Linked DNA regions of Mus musculus: all the other regions are linked to region 1. A link is a contact called in public Micro-C and promoter capture Hi-C data. All regions are on one chromosome and are shown on one strand. The core of a region is the stretch at or near the end of the contact, and the rest is flanking DNA. Distances in the headings are between cores, read along the strand shown.

The links. Promoter capture Hi-C pulls out the DNA fragments that hold promoters and counts their contacts. A called contact is a pair of places that touch in the nucleus more often than the background predicts.
Region 2: a promoter capture Hi-C map of liver shows a contact between it and region 1, with 4 times the contacts expected there. The contact joins the promoter of Limd1 here to the promoter of Sec22c in region 1. A contact is called at or near these places in 4 of 39 promoter capture datasets (embryonic stem cells, erythroid cells, liver and 1 more).
Region 3: a Micro-C map of embryonic stem cells shows a contact between it and region 1, with 5 times the contacts expected there. The contact joins the enhancer-like site here to the promoter of Sec22c in region 1. A contact is called at or near these places in 2 of 39 promoter capture datasets (liver and pre-B cells), 1 of 484 Hi-C or Micro-C datasets (embryonic stem cells), 1 of 115 datasets of contacts at active chromatin or transcription factors (extraembryonic endoderm stem cells) and 2 of 9 other capture datasets (adipose tissue and liver).

Annotation. Positions count from the first base shown.
Region 1 is chr9:121,703,605-121,706,336 of GRCm38.p6, forward strand. It overlaps Sec22c (SEC22 homolog C, vesicle trafficking protein), which reads right to left and starts at 1,425. Exons shown (of 7, transcript NM_001164562.1): 1 at 1,320-1,425.
Region 2 is chr9:123,477,323-123,480,054 of GRCm38.p6, forward strand. It overlaps Limd1 (LIM domains containing 1), which reads left to right and starts at 1,379. Exons shown (of 8, transcript NM_013860.2): 1 at 1,379-2,732. The coding sequence starts at 1,916.
Region 3 is chr9:120,008,065-120,010,796 of GRCm38.p6, forward strand. The region is part of intron 2 of Gm33800 (a long non-coding RNA gene); the gene reads left to right. Among named protein-coding and RNA genes, the nearest start is that of Xirp1, 14 kb to the right of the region's middle. Within about 2 kb of position 1,342, at least 39 of the 459 cell types and tissues checked have an H3K27ac peak or open chromatin away from gene starts, as enhancers often do. A contact at or near this core is called in embryonic stem cells, where this site is marked.

The DNA of each region.
Region 1 (2,732 bases), core at 175-2,674:
TAATCAGAGACTTGCTGGTAGAGGAAGGGTCCCTACAAGTGCCCCTTGAAATGCAGAGTGTGGTGGCTTAAGCTCATAATATCAGCACTTGGGGGGTGGGGTGGAGGCAGGAAGGTCAGGAGTTCAAAGTCACCCCCAGGCGAGTGGCATGTTAAAGGGCAGTTTAGGCTGCAGGACAGCCTGCCTAAAACAGAACCAAGTGGTGAGTAAACTGCTGGAGTTAAAGCTCAGAGGCACACACCGTTAATCCCAGGATTTAGAAGAGGCAGGCAGACCCAGGCCAGCATGGCCTACACAGTAAGTTTCATACCAGCCAGGACTACAGAGTGAGACCCTCTCTAAAATAAAATAAAACCACCTCTCCTTACCTAGTGTATTATACTCTAAAGTCAGTTGTCTTGTCTGGCTATGCACTGCCTCTATCTCTGCCACCTGAGTGCTGGGATTAAAGATGTGCACCATCACCCCAGCCTTGATCTGAAATTCTTTATGAGACCTCAAGATGTCCTCTCTGTTGTCCACTAAACATTTACGAGGCATCTCTAGGGACCTGTCTACAACTGTCTTCCTGAGAAAGCTGCGGTGCGAATGAATCCTGTATATCAGTGTCAGGCTATGCAAAGCTGTCCCCGTTCTCATTTCCCTGACAAGTTCTTTACCTGAATAAACTCTCTGTGTAGACTTTTACAGACACGTTGCTCTAGCATTGGCTCTGCACTGAGGGTTGCTTTAGTTTCTCTGATCTTGTCACCCGCTACACCAACCGAGCTGGGCATGGAGGCCATACACCTGTGATCCCAGAACTTGCGGGGCGGGGAGTGGAGGCAGGAGGATCCCAAGCTCAAGGCCAAACTCGAGTTACATGGGGCTCCGTTTCACAAGACCGCAAACTGTAACGGCACCTTTCATCAGAGGTAACTCAGTTCCTTCCCTGGATTTGGCTTTTTGCAAGCTTGACCCCCGCTCTGCTCTGCAGGTTCTTTGTCCCGGCTTATCCAAGTCCAGGAAAGTTGGTGTAGGGGTGACCAGGCCTTGAAGAAGCCAAGTTCTGCTAGACCAGCAGACTAAGGAAAGTTTGCTCTCAAAAGAAGCAAGTGACAGGACTAGAGTTCAGTCTACATAAAGGGAACCACCGCCCCGCCCTCCCGAGACACGCCCCGGCCCCGCCCCGGGCAGCAGGCACAGCGGGCAGCGCATCCCAGCCGGTACGCACCGTGCAGGGGGCCGGGCCTCGGCGGAGTCCCACCGGCCCGGGCTGCAGCCCGGTGGCCTAGACCCCGACCCCACCTCTCCACGCCCGCCTGGCCCGCTAACCTCACCTCGCCCCCGCGGCCGACCTCCGCCTCGGCCACCGCAGCCCACCCCGGCGGCCGGCGGGGTGCAGGTTACCCGCGGCCCGGCTGTAGGAGGCAGGATGTGGTGCTCATGCGCACACCGTGAGCTCCCATTCGCTGCTGCTAAGCGACGCCAAACAGACCAATCGTGGGGCGTCTCTGCTGTCCAGTTGTTCAGACCCGGGAATTGAGTGAATCTACCAGGGCTGGCCCGGGTTTGCTCCCCTCAGCCCGCGTCTCTTCCGCAGGTCCCCAGGCCCACGTGCGAGTCTCACCTCGAGCGGTGAGAAGAGGCTCCGACGTCCCCACGATGCCTGGCCTGGAGCGGACAGGGCTGTTCTCCAGAGGCGTCTAGGCCCCGTGTGACTGGAGTGACACTCCCTGGGCGTGGGTTCTTGCAGGCTACGCAGCTGGGCAAGAGGCCCGAGATAGAGGATCCGAAGAGCACAGCCTTCTGCCAGCCTGGAGGAGGTGCCAAAGTCCGATCCCTGAGCCACACACACCTCGCTATGAGGCTGGAGGGAGATTGGGTAGCACAGTTAGGCCCTTACTGTTTTGACAAGTGCTGAGCACCGCTGTTTGCCGCGCACTGCGTACACAGGAAGTGTGAACACAGAAACCAAATCAAGAGAAGGGGGTAGGGCACCAGGCAGGAATTCTGGTGTTTAAACACGAGTTATGCTTCACAGAAGCATGGGTTCCAAAGAGAATTTACAGGAACAGTTGTCTTGGAGTTGGGGCTCAGGAAAAGCTTCTCCAAGTCTCAGGCCATTGGGCAAGGGAGAGTTTGTGTGTTTCAGAGACATTTGCTTGTGCACAGAACTCTGTGGGGCTGAGGATGTATCTCTGTTGATAGAATAACTGAACTACAAAACCCCGGGTCAGGCCTGTCACCCTCTTCATACATCAGAACTCCAGGCTTTCCTTGGAACGTCCCGGCTCTGGTTCTCAGGACCTCAGCTTCTCACTAATGTTACATCATCAGCTTCACGGATACTTCATTTTTATCCCTTGAGACAGGGTCTTGTGTATCCCAAGCTGACCTTGAATTCACTGTGTAGCAGGCTGACTCTGAAGGCTATCCTACAAACTCCATTTGCTGGGCGCTGGGATTACCGATGTGTGTGTGCTTCCACAGCAAGGTTGTGTGGCTCTGGAGCTCAACCCCAGGGCTTCCTGCCTTCTAGACAAGAGCACTACCCACTGGGCCACATCCCCAGTCCCAGCTCCCCTGATTCTGAGGCCAAGTGCAAGTCAGTGAACCCCAGAACTGGCTCCCCTGGTTCTCAGCCTCTGTCACCACATGAGCATGTTCCCCTCATAAACCACCATATAGTCAGAGAGAGCCTATCCATTCCATCTCTGCGGAGAAGCCTACAGTGGGTGCCAACCTAGCAG
Region 2 (2,732 bases), core at 129-2,628, 1.8 Mb after region 1:
TCACTCTTCAAATTTTATTGTGCAAATCGTCTTCCCATCCCACAGATGCCGTAAAACACAAATCTGGGGTTAGTAGTTTGGGGCTGGAGCCTGGAACTCTTCATTTTCAACAAATATCCTGAACCTTCAGAGTCTACAGGACAGTGAACCATTTTTGTGTTTATAGAATATAAGAATATAAGCACTTCCATATATATTATCTTGTTTGTTCCTCGTCACAGTTTAGAGAGATTTGCCAAGACACATATGTTCAACCAAACCCTGCGCATATACAGGTGTAATGAAGTGGATAACTGATTAGCTGTCAACCAAAAAGGGGCATGCAGACAAATAAACAGCTGGAGCTGACCCTCCATACCTAGAGCTCCACATCTGAACAAGGGCAAGATACTCAGGAAAAGAAAAGGTGTTTATGTTAAACACATACAGATTTCATTTTCTTGTCATGATTCCTGAAAGACAACAAAACAAAACCAAACAAAACTGCTGAGAACTATTTGCATAACATTTACATCTATTAGGTAGTATGAGCAGAGACCTGGAAACATTTAAACTAGATGGGAGAAAGCCTGCAGGTCAGTGACTTCAGTATCCCTGGATTTAAATAGTGTTCAAACCAAGCAGGAAACAAAGGGGTTGTGGGTGGGGGTAACTTTACGGGGAGGTGATTTTAGCTGGGAAGGAAAGAAGAGACACCAGAAGCTGATCAGCAGGCTCTCGGCAGGCACTAGGAAGTTCCATCCACCGGGAGTTCAGGCAGGGAAGGTCCCAAATCAGAGGGAGGGTAGGCGGGGCAGTCAGGCCTGTTTGTAGAAGTGAAGGCGGGATTTCAAAATAAGTCCGGAGTAAGCCTTGAGGGTTCAAGTTCAAGAGTGACAGGCCTGGGATTGGTTTTAGATCACGCTGGCGGCTGTGTGGGAAACGTAAACTATCCCCAGTCACCTCATAGGAGCTATGTGTGTTATCTAGAGCCATGGCAACCTGGAGTGGTGAGAACTGCTTGGGGTTCAAGAAACCCAGTAAGGACGACAAGCCTCTCTGGGCACACTTAGGACGTCCAACACAGATGCTCTCATTCGAGGGGACCCGAGGGAAGCCTGGCGCACCCTTGACTCTCCAGCAGCGGCGGGAAACTGAACAGTCCGCGGCAAAAGTACTGCGGGAATTGCAACTCTCTCCCGGTGCCCAGAGAGGGACGCCAAAACTCGGCGTGCGCATCACTGGCCTGCAGGGGGCGCCCCGCCCCGCCCCGCTCCCGCCCCGCCCTCCGAGCCTCCGCCCCGCCCCGCCCCGCCCCGCCCCGCCCTCCGAGCCTCCGCCCCGCCCCGCCCCGCCCCGCCCTCCGAGCCTCCGCCCGCGCCCCTGCGCGGCCCGGGGCGGGCGCAGCCGGCCAGCGAGCTCCCGGGACTGACGACCCGCGCGCTCACTTCCGCGTCCCGCCGCCGGCCGCCGCCATCGGACAATGGGCCGCGCGCCGCGGCTGCAGTGAGCTCTGCTGGATCCGGCCACCGGCCCCAGGCCAGGGGCTGCCCGGTGTGTTTGCAAGTTCGATTGTTCGACGTGGATGTGAGTTTACTTTTTTTCTGTGGACGTTCTCTGTCTTCTTTCGCCTGTTTTGGGTTTTGTGACTTGGAGAAGAGAACTTTTCTAAGCAGGCCGGGCACGGCTGAAGGCTGCTCTGCCCCCACGTGGACGCTCCCCGGGGGAAAAGAAGTCTGAAAGTAAACTTAGCCCCGCTGGCCTGAAGGCCTCAACTCTGGCTGGACTGTGAGTTTTGGAGTCATGACCTTCTTGCTGGGCAGGTGGGAATCTTTATCTGCCTTAGGCTGGACCTGAAACCTCGGCCAGCACCCAAATCTCCCCCACCACATTCACACCTTGAACCAGGGCTAGGCCCCGGACACTGATCTACAACATGGATAAATACGATGATCTGGGCCTTGAGGCCAGTAAGTTCATCGAGGACCTGAACATGTATGAGGCCTCCAAGGATGGGCTCTTCCGGGTGGACAAGGGTGCTGGCAACAACCCAGAATTTGAGGAAACTCGAAGGGTGTTCGCGACCAAGATGGCCAAAATCCACCTCCAGCAGCAGCAACAGCAGCAGCTCCTACAGGAGGAGGCCCTACCTAGGGCAGGCAGAAGCCCGGTCAACGGTGGGAACCGTCAGGGTGCGAGCGGCAAGCTGGCTGCAGATGGGGCCGCTAAGCCTCCTCTGGCTGTGCCAACAGTGGCACCTGGATTAGCTACTACCACTGCGGCCGCGCAGCCCTCGTACCCATCTCAGGAGCAGAGGATCAGGCCATCTGCCCATGGTGCAAGGCCTGGCAGTCAGAACTGTGGTTCCAGGGAGGGGCCTGTGAGTTCCCAGAGACCTGCTTTACACGGCCTGAGTCCCTCCTGTGAAGACCCTTCCTGCCTCACTCACGGAGACTATTATGACAATTTCTCTTTGGCAAGCCCACAGTGGGGTGATAAACCTGAAGGGTGCCCCAGCGTGAGTCTGGGTGTAGGAAGTGGATGGCCTGGTTGCCCAGGGAATGACTCCACATTGCCCAAATCCTGTGGAGACCATCACCCTTACCAGCCACAGCTCTCCACAGTGTGCTCTGGCAGGTCTTTTGAAAGTGGCATCAGTGGCCAGGACGGTGGCATTGGTGGCCATAGCAGCGAGAAGCCAACAGGCCTTTGGTCCACTGCCTCCTCTCAGCGAGTGAACCTCGGTTTTTCTT
Region 3 (2,732 bases), core at 92-2,591, 1.7 Mb before region 1:
CGCCCAGTGCAGGTGCTGGAAAGAATTCAGTCTTTGGCAAAAGCAGTAAGTGCTTTTGCTTTTGTTTTGTTTGTTTTGTTTTTTGATACAAAGTCTTTCCTGGCTGTCCTGGAACTCACTCTGTAGACCAGGCTGGCCTTGAACTCAGAAATCCACTTGCTTCTGCCTCCTAAACGCTGGGATTAAAGGCTTGCACCACCACTGCCCAGTGATACAAAGTCTTTTTATGTAGTCCTAGTTGTCCTAGAGCTTGCTATGTAGTTCAGGTTAGCCTTGAACTTGCAGAGATCCTCCTGCCTCTGCCTCCTGAGTGCTGGGATTAAAGGTCTGTGCTACCACTGCCAGTGCAACAAGTGCTTTTAACATAAGCTGAAATACTGAGCTATCATTTCTCGAGCCCCTCATGTGTTTGTGTGTGTGCACGCACATGCACAATTTTTTTAAGTTTTAAAGATTATGTATGTATGTATGTATGTATGTATGTATGTATGTATGTGTGCTCTATTTGCATATATACCTGCATGCCAGAGGAGGGCATCAGATCAAATTATAGAAGGTTATGAGCCACCATGTCGGTGCTCTTAACCATCTCTCCAGTCCCCCTTGCACACACACATGCAATTTTTTTTAAAGCTCAAGGCCAATTTTATTAGAGTTTACAGCTGGCCCAGAGTAGGCCAGCTGTAAATGTTGGCAGAGGCCTGGAAGAGGAGAATGGTGGAGAAGAAATGACCACATCATTTTAGCTGGCATGGAAGTCAGACACATGGTGAGGATGGGGCTTCAAATAGAGAGCGTGGGAGTCAAATGTTGGGGAGAAAACCCAAGTGCTGTGGGAAGCATGCTTAGAGAAGAGATAAACCAGCATGATGGCTCACACCTTTGGTAGCCTTACTAGGGAGGCAGAGGCAGGCAGAACTTTGTGGGTTCCAGGCTAGCCTGGTCTACATAGTGAGTTCCAGTTCAGTCAGGGATAGAGAACAAACCCTGCCTCAAACAAACAAGCAAGCAAACAAAAAAACCCACAACAAAACAATAACAACAGTAACAAAAAGAAAAAGAAAGAAAGAAGAGAGGAAGAAAGAAAAGCTACACAGCCTTGGTTCTGTGGTTCTGCAGCCCTGCAGCCGGGCAGCTCCTGCCCTCAGTTTATAGGCTGATGGGTTTTAGGGAAAACCTGACAAGACATGGAAACACAGAGGAGGTCCTTCCTGTTTAGATGGGTGGAAAGGGCTGGGCGTGTGGTTAACTTTTCCAGGGGAGACATGAACATAGTAACAATCCCACCCAAGTCTGACTTGCAAGACAAATGAGTTTATTGGACTAACTTCCAGAGCACAGATGAGAGTTACTCACTGCAGCGTGGGTGACACTGCATCATGGGAAAGTCCCGCCTAGTAGTGAATCCTGAGCTCATGGGAGCTTCACCTTGGAGTCCCCCTCTCGGTATATTCTCTTATAATCCAGAGACCCGCAGCCTGGCATAGGGAGAAGGAGGGGTCATGGCTGGAATTCTGGGTGAAGTTCCCTGGACCTTAGGCAGTCTCCTTCTAAGGAAAGTTAACTGCTCCATTAAAGTACATTTATCACTGTATTGTTTTGCTCAATGAGTTGCCATGGCTACCAACCCAAGGTAATTTGTACTCCAAGGTGGTGGTAGTGGAAGATTGCTATGCCCCGAGGAAAGACCGCACCACAATATTCCTGAGGTGGACAGCCTTTCAAGAGGGAAGTTAGGTTGAGATCAAAATGGAGGATTTCAATGAAGATCTGGGAGAGGAAACTTCCAGAAAAAGGATAGATGGAGAGGATCAAGGTCCTGGGGCAGGAACCAACCAGTGTGTTTTATGACTGGAGGAGGAGGGTAAGGAGGAGCTGGGGCCTGGGGGGGTTATAGAAGAATGTGGAGAGGCAAGCCATTCTGGTCTTACAGGCTACAAGAGAGTTTAGATTCCAGACCTAGTAACCTGGGCAGCCAGGGGATTGCATTAGGGAGGAGAGGTGTGTGTGTACCTGTGTGCGTGTGTGCGTGCATGCATGCACTTTGAACCCAGGGCCTTGAACATGCTAAGCAAATACCTTTTTTGTTTGTTTTGCTTTTGTTTTGTTTTGAGACAGGGTTTCTCTGTATAGCCCTGGCTGTCCTGGAACTCACCTTGTAGACCCAGCTGGCCTTGAACTCAGAAATCCGCCTGCCTCTGCCTCCCAAGTGCTGGGATTAAAGGCATGCGCCACCACCGCCTGGCGGCTAAGCAAATACTTTACCACCAAGCCGTATCTCTAGACTTTTATTTTTGAGACAAGATCCCATGTTATCCTGGCTGGCCTGGAACTCACTATGTAGACCAGGCTAGTCTCCAATTCACAAAGATCTGTCTGCCTCCCAAAGAAGGGAAGGATTAAATGAGTGAGCTAGCTTCTCCTTTTAAAACTTTAAAAAAATACATAATTATGTATATTTGGCTTTTTGAGACAAGGACCTACTATGTAGCCAGACTCTTCTCAAACTGGCATAATATTTCGCCTCAGCTTCCCAGAGACTGGGGTCACAGGTGTGAACTACTCTAACATTTAAAACTAATTTAAGAAATGTATTGTTACTGGGGCTGGAGGCATGGTTCAGAGGCTGAGAGCTTGCACTGCTTTTCCAGAAAATGGAGTTCAGTTCTTAGCACAGACGGCAGTCAAAATACACACATTCGCATCACCAATGATAAAAAATTTCAATCTTT